Regions from separate parts of the Mus musculus genome. Here region 1 is linked to region 2. Evidence: chromatin contacts called from public HiCAR-type data. All regions are on one chromosome and are shown on one strand. Each heading gives the region's core, a stretch centred on a gene start, on an enhancer-like site or on the middle of the called end of the contact. The rest is flanking DNA. Distances are from core to core; before and after follow the strand shown. Region 1 holds the start of B230311B06Rik (RIKEN cDNA B230311B06 gene). Region 2 holds the start of Nucb2 (nucleobindin 2).

The links. HiCAR-type assays count read pairs that join an accessible place to other places.
Region 1: a HiCAR-type map of astrocytes shows a contact between it and region 2, with 6 times the contacts expected there. The contact joins the promoter of B230311B06Rik here to the promoter of Nucb2 in region 2. A contact is called at or near these places in 1 of 39 promoter capture datasets (pre-B cells) and 1 of 115 datasets of contacts at active chromatin or transcription factors (astrocytes).

What each region holds. Positions count from the first base shown.
Region 1 is chr7:118,590,288-118,594,333 of GRCm38.p6, reverse strand. B230311B06Rik (RIKEN cDNA B230311B06 gene) reads right to left here and starts at 2,049. Exons shown (of 2, transcript NR_169121.1): 1 at 1,874-2,049.
Region 2 is chr7:116,502,924-116,506,859 of GRCm38.p6, reverse strand. Nucb2 (nucleobindin 2) reads right to left here and starts at 2,491. Exons shown (of 14, transcript NM_001130479.2): 1 at 2,376-2,491.

The DNA of each region.
Region 1 (4,046 bases), core at 800-3,299, 2.1 Mb before region 2:
ACTCTACTTTAGTCCAGTTGTCCCCTCCTCCTCCCTTGCTTCAGCCAACCCCGACTCTTGTTGTTTCCTTGCCCCACCCCCCAGGGTTGGGGGTGGAACTCAGGACCTCCTGTTTACTATGCAAGAGCTTTACAGAGCTTCCCACCTCACCCCTGCCCCTGCCCCGCCCCCACTCCAGCTATTGATATCTTTGAAGCACCCAGGCAATTTGCTTCACAGGAATGTTCCAGAAGCTGTATTTGTTCCTCTTCACTGAACAGATGTCCCTTCCCAGCTGGAGACTGTGTGAACGATATATTTTTTTCTATATAAAGCACCCAATTTGGGAGGAGGGGTGGTCTTCTGTTACAGCAACTGTTGGCAGAATAGGGCTGGAGGGGAGATTAGCATATGAAAGAAGCCAGTTGGCGGAAGGCCTGGGAACTCCTCCCTCACCAGGGCTATGAGGAACAAACCAAGCTCACCCAAGGCACTCTCCCGAGAGGAGAGGCCTTAGAGACTCACCACACTCCCAGGTGGGGGTCCATCAGCACCTCTACTTTTTTCTCACCCTGGTCCAATTATTTGTTCTGGGACTTACGAACCTAGAAAGCTCAGCGGGTCCTCTCTAGACTCAGATTTACATATAACTCTGAGCTCAGTGCCCTGCCTCTGCCTCTTAGATCTGAGCTGAACAGAGATGACTAAGATTCTTTGTGTAGCCTAACTGTAAGGCTCCTAACCAACTCCAGAGCCTGCCTGTATTCTCCCCTGTGAACTCTAGTGTTGCCAGAGAGCCTTGCACAGTCATTTAGGAAGAAGGAGCCCTAATACCTGCTGCCCCTCACTGAGTGGGCCTCCTTCCTAGATGGTATCTGTCACCTGATCTATCTGCAGTGACAGTTTCATCAGCTCAGCCTAGATAGAAACCTCCTTAACTCCCTGTGGTGGCTAGTCGCCACAGTCGTCCTGATTGGAGTTCGAATCACCTCATGATTAATGAGACATTCCATCCTGCTGTGTGTGTGACAGATTGCTCACAGTTAGATACTGCAGGTTCTGACCTTGTATTTTGATGAATTCCCATCTAGATGGCACCCCTGGGAGGAAGCAGGGGTGGACGCGAGATGCTCTGCCCTCACCTCTTTCTTGCTACCATCCCTCTCTCTGCTTCTTGGCCAGCATGATAGAAGTTGGACCAACGCCTCTGAAATCTGGAATAAACTAAGTCCTCCCTCCTCCAATCTGCTCAGAGCAACTTAACTAATACAGCTCTAATATTCTGTCCTGGTAATTTCCTATCAGCAACCTCCAGCCTGCTCCTTGGTTATAGCTCCCAGATACCCAGGTCACATTAGGAGTCAAACCCACACCTCTCCCTGTCTGCACAATCCAGGTCCAGCTAATGCTTTTTTTAAACAGAGGAACAGATACCACTGATATAGGAAGAGAGTCAGGTTTGGTCATGCAGACCCATGATCCCTGAACTCTGGTGGCTTGAAGCAGGAATATTTTAAGTTTAAAGCCTGCCTGGGTTACCTAGCAAGCTCTTATCTAAAAGAGGAAAGAAGGAAAGGGGAGAAAATAGATGAGAGAGCAGAAGCACAGAGAGGCTTAGTAACAAGCCTTGGATCGCACAGCCAGTGAGTGAAGAACCATTTGCTGATCCAAGGCTGTCTCATTTTTCACTCTCTCTCTCTCTGGAAATGACAGCTTACCATGAGAAAGTTGGAATGATGACATACCAGAACAGCATGGTCCTCCCAAAAGGAGCCCTTGGAGCTCAACAGCCTTATAACAAATACCCACGAGGGCAGCTGCTGAGTGTGTGTGCTGGTGTCCTGCTGTCTGTCTGCAACAATAGCCAAAGGGAACTTTCCCTTCCCCCACTCACAGCGTTCTGGGCAGCAGCGTCTAGGCCATGAGCCACCTCAGAGAAACTTTGGCTCTCATCAGGATTCATCTCCTGCCTCGGAGATTTCAGCCAAGTCCTCCCTAGAGACAGAGAGTAGTCAGAACTCAGAGCAGGACAGTGTAGCAGGGCTGATGGGAATGGGTACAGGCGGAAGTCATTACCTCCGTAGGAGGGAAATGTTTTCCAGATGGACCGGAAGTACATCTGTGGGGGACCTTGGGAAGTGAGGAGGCCAGAGTGTGGAAGAGAGGAGGGACACTCCTTCTGTCTGTCCTGAGGAATCATGGTGGACACCCCATAGTAAAAGGCCACTTACCATGAGAAAAGTATGCCAGCTTACTCTACCAAATTCTGCTATATGGAAGAGTCCAGTGCTCCGTTAGGCTCAAGTACACACTGTGAAAGTGACAGAGGCACAGAAAGCCCACCAGAGAGCACTCACCCAGCACACGAGGAGGCACCAGGTTTCATTAGGGTTGGTGGTGTGAGTTCCTGCCAAAGCACTGCCTGGGAGGCTGAGGCAGGGGAATCTAGCTTGAGGCAAGGATAAACTGCATAATGAGATCTGTCTCAAAACAAAAAGAGCCAGGAATACAGCTTCATTAGTAATTTATCCAGCATGAAAGAATCCTGGGGTTTGAGCCCCACACTCATAAAACAGAATGGCAGTGTACACCTGCAACCCCAGCACTTAGGAAGCAGAGGCAGGTAGGTTAGAAGTTCAAGATCATTCATAGTGGATTTGATGGGATGGATACATGGGATGCATGAGACTCTGACTCCTTCCCTTTCCACTTCTCAAAAACAAAACAAAACAAACACGCCAGTTGTTATAAAAAGATTATTAAGAAAAAAAGGGTATAAGAATATGTTTTATGGGGGGTGTGGTGAGGTATGGGGAAGGGGACGCCTTGACAGGCTCATGCCAAGGCATCCCTTCTCCTTGAGGGACCAGCCACATGATGGTATAGTGTAGAATAGAGTTTATTTAGGGCATGGGGAGGAGAGTCAAGAGGGTAGTAGAGACAGAGAGAGACACAGAGAGAGAGAGAGAGAGAGAGAGAGAGTATAGAAGTAGAGGCTGGCCATGGCCACGTGGGGAAATGGAGGAAGGGAATGCAGAGAGAGGGAGAGCAAGAGGCAAGAGAAGAGAGACAAGAGAGAGGGGAGGGGGCAAGCAGCCCCTTTTATAGTGGGCCAGGCCTACCTGGCTTTTGCCAGCTAACTGTGGGGGGTGGAGTCCCGACAGAATTCCAATACCAGTAAAATGAATGAATGAGTAATAGTTATTGAGCAATCTCTGAGAGAAAGAGTCTCCCCTCCTCCATCCATTAATTCCCACAAGCCTAATGAACTTCTTGGTGATCTGCCATGACCACAGACCATTCCTACCATGGGACTTACGTTCTGTTGTACTGGGGTAGGCTGACAGCCACAATAATGCCACAATTACCAGGAAGGCAAGCTGTTAAAGAATGGTAAATGCCACAAGAGAAGGAGGCCTAGAGAAGAGGGTCAAGGGTCAAGGAGGGTAGGGAATGCATGCAGGTCTGCCAGGAAAAAGGCCAGGTGTGTTATTTGTCTTATTGCTGTGGTCAAAATGTATAACAATGAAGGAGGAAAGAGTTGCTTGGGCTCATGGTTTCAAAGGGATTTCAGCCCACCACGGTAGACTGGCATGGTAGACTGACACGGTAGACTGGCACGGTAGACTGGCATGGTAGGCTGGCATGGTAGGCTGGCATGGTAGACTAGACTGGCATGGTAGACTAGACTGGCATGGTAGACTGGCATGGTAGACTGGCATGTAGTGGTAGGAGGGAGTAGCTCAGTCACGTAGTGATTGTCTTAGTTAGGGTTTTACTGCTGTGAGCAGACACCATGACCAAGGCAACTCTTATAAAGGACAATATTTAACTGGGGCTATCTTACAGGTTTAGAGGTTCAGTCCATTATCATGAAGGTGGGAGCATGGTAGCATCCAGGCAGGCATGGTACAGGAGAAGCTGAGAGGCTACATCTTCATCTGACAGCTGCTTGCTACAAGAAAGCTTGTTTCCAGGCAGCTAGGATAAGGATTTTTTTTTTTTTTTTTTGAGACAGGGTTTCTCTGTGTAGCCCTGGCTGTCCTGAAACTCACTTTGTAGACGAG
Region 2 (3,936 bases), core at 1,242-3,741:
CGACAATGAAACTCTGCCTCAAAAAAATTAAATAGGTATAAATTATTTTCAACACATGTTTTGTGTTTTACTTTTTATGTATTTATTTTATGCATGTGCACACGAGCTCCATGACACTTAAGTAAAAGTCAGAGGAACACTTGGGGGAGTTGGTTCTTTTTCCACCTTGACATGGGTTACGGGATTGAACGTGGGACATCAGGCTTAGCAGCAAGCACCTTTTCCCTCAGAGGCATCTTGCCAGCCCTTCAATGTGTTTTAAAAACCAGCACTTGACCCTTCCAACTCCCAAATACTCAAGAAATATTTTGCAGACACCAGTCACTAAAAGTGTCCTTAGGAAGTAGGCCACAAGTTTAACATACATTATTGTACTGCTGTCTGCAGTGACACACACAACATATCCTAAAACAAAGACACCAGAACTAACGCCCATAATCAATAACTACTGATTTGAAAAGTGTCCCAATTGCCTTCTTATGATTACATTTCACTTTGTATTTAGTGAACACAAACGAACCTGGCAAAAGTCATGTCAACATCTGTAATGCCAGCACTCAGAAGGCTTAAACTGAAAGGTGGAGACAGAGGATCCATAGAGATCCTTGGCCAGATACTCTGCCAAATAGGTGAGTTCCAGGTCTCAAAACATAAGGTGGGAAGTAATTGAAGACATCTGAAATGGGCCTCTAGCCTATACACACACACACACACACACACACACACACACACACACACAGTATGAAATGAACAGTAAGTACCTTAGGGAACAGAGGAGAGTAAATGCGACAGGGGCTCCACCACAGAGCAGTGGGTAAATGAAAATAGCCTAAGAACAGCATCTGTAAACCCACAAGGAGGCAGAGAGGAATTGTTACAATGTATTTATGGATGTTTTAAAGGACACCTTGCAGAAGCTGGTGCCCCCTTCTACCCTATGGGTCACTGGGACCAAACTCAGAGGGAGATCAGGCTTGGCTGCGGGCGCCTTTATCCACCGAGTCATCTAGATGGCTCTTGGAAATGAATTTTTGACCCACATCAGACAAACCTAATGATGGAGAGTCCTGTGCTCACCTAATAACTAGAGTGATACTATCTGAGATTTCATTTGTAATCCTAAATTTCCATTATTTTAATGTGCAACCCTGTTAATTGTGTTAACCAAGGAACATGTGTTGGAACATGGACCATTATTTGTTGAATTTGAGTTTTATAGAACCATAACACAGCTTATGTGAGGGAAAACTCCTGATACAATTTCTAAGATAAAATAATCTGAGCATTACTCAAGTCCAGTTTCTTAACAAAACCAGCCAGGGAAGACCTTAAGAAGCAATTTAAATAGCCAAAGGCTCCCTGGTCCAAATGCCTGGTAGAATACTATCACCTCTTGACAATTCTTTGGGACAATCATCTCAACATTTTAAGCTTTCCTGTAGGGAAATCCCAAAATTAACTGTAACTCACTATAACAAATATTTTCATTTAAGCCCCGTATCCTCCTGCCTCAGGCTCCCCTAACAGCTGATATTGTGTGAGTCACCACTTTCCTGCCTTTTGTCAAAATCAGGATGATTGGGGAGGGGGATAAAATGTATATTATTTATCCACAGTTTCTTAAATAAGAAACTTAGATGATAGCACTCGGCATTCAATTGTGTAAAAGGTACATTAACCCGTGTAAAAGGTATAAATTATCAGAACAAGGGTTCCTGTTCATTTTCATTCTCTTCCCCTCCACCCCTTTCTGATTTTGCAAAATAACTGTCTGGTAAGACTGCTGTCTGTATCAACCACAATAACCACACCAGCCCACGGAGGTAACATTCAGCAGGTGCAACAAGAAAGTAACATCTTTCTCTTCCCCCTAAATCAAAATGTATCCTCTTTCACCTAATTTGTCACTTTGGGGCAAACGATACTACAGCTGGCAGGAACTTTCTCCTTAGTGGCAGATGCTGGTTTCACATACCCCGGGGAAGAGCTGTGTTCCTGGGCCTAGCTTTGCTCCACAACTGGAGGGGGGCGGGGGGGCGCGGAGCATCAGCCGGGAATCGATAGGTCCAGAGACCTCACCAGTGGGCGAGCCCCTCGCCCACGTACCCCGCCCCAGTCTGGGTCCAGCACCTACTCTGCCTGCTCGTGCTACCCACCCGGAAGAAAAGCTCAAGCGCTCTGTAGCTAGAAGAGTGGTGGAGTGGACCCGACGCCTCCGGCTTCAGCTGGGAGACCCTCCCCAACCTTGCCCGCCCAGAACTCGGCCCTCCATGCCCACAACCATGGGCAGGGCAAGAACAGACCTGCGCCCTCTCTTCTGTGACCCGTCCAGCCTCCTCGAGGCTGGGATCTACACCCTGCTCCGCGCCACTGACCTTCTCTGCAGGGTCCCGGCGCGCGAGGCTAAGCCGACTGATGCCCGCCGCGAGCACACCAGTTTTCCCTGCCCACGGCCCTCCGCCTTGCTCTGATCCACAGCCTAATGCGTGCCCGCCTCCTGGTTGCCATGGTGACTGCCTCCTCCCCCCACAGCCGCTAATTGGTCCAGCTCCGGATCGCGGAGGACTCCTATTGGTGAACTGGTCCAGGGACGCGCCTACGCGAAGGCGCTTCTGGAAGAACTAGCCAAGAGGGACGTGGCGCTCTCCGAAGCGTGAGGAAGCCGCGCCTCTTCCTTCCCTTGCTGTCTTAGACTAGCTCTTAGTGCATGGCTTAGTAGGGTGAAGTGATGCCCGGGGATCCCCCACAAAATCTTAGGGTTTGCCAGGTTCTTGGTCTCTGGCATGAGCCTGCAGCGCCCACAGTGGTGGAGAAAAAAGTGGTAGCCCTCTTGTGAGTCTTGGAGAGCCTCTTTCCTGCAGGGACTCAGACTGGTATTTAACGTACCCCCACCCTCCTTATCGTGGTCCCTGAGTCCCTGTGACTTAATAGCATTTACCTCTCAGATACAGATTTTTCTTCTCTCTGCCCCGTGGAGTCAAGACATCTTCAACACATTTAACATTAACAACATTTTAACCGTGGGGCATTTTGTACGTGCTTGGAGGGTAGAAAAGCTTTAGAGCCTTGGAGCTGGTTTTGAAGCGTGAGTGCCAGTTACTCGCACCTGACTGATTTTTAGGGTGTTTTGTTTTGTTTTGTTTTGTTTTGTTTTGTTTTTCAACCCAAAGAAAAAGGTCCTAGGTTGTGTACTGACTGGCTGGTCTCCTTGCTGCAACGAAAAATACTAAGAAAAGCAGTTAAAGAAGGAAGAGGGGTTTGGTTTGGTTTGGTTTGGTTTGGTTTGGTTTGGTTTGGTTTGGTTTGGTTTTGGGGTTTTGCTTGTTTGTTTTGCTCACAGTTTAAGGGTGTGCTTCAGTACAGCAGTAGAAGAAGCTTGAGGCAGCTGGCACAAGGTATCAGGAAGCAGAGAGAGACACACGAATGCTGGCACTTAGCACTCTCGCTCGCTCGCTCTCTGTCTCATTCTCTCTATCTCTAGTTGGTTGAATCTACAAACGAAGAACCCACAGATCCAGGGGAGGGTAGACTGCAATGGAAACCACTGTTAGCAAGACACAACGTGGGTTAATGGCTGTGTGCACCATTAGAGATCAGACTTCTCTCTTGCAACACTCAACTTTTCTAACCCATCCTAAAGAAGGTATCAGAGCACTATGCTTCCATTTCCTTGTGTATAAAATGGGGTCAGTAACAGCCACACACACACACACACACACACACACACACACACACACACACTTACAGTCTATAAAAAAGAGTCAGTCACATTGTACTAACTCGGCCATTCTTGGGATGGTGACTAAACCAAAACCTCAGCCTCTAGATTTTAACTCTTATCCACACCTCTCGTCCACTTACTTTGAATAATATCCCAAAGCTAAGCTCCTTTTGTGTTTTAGAATGTTGTCCATTTTTTGTTTTGTGGCTCTGCTT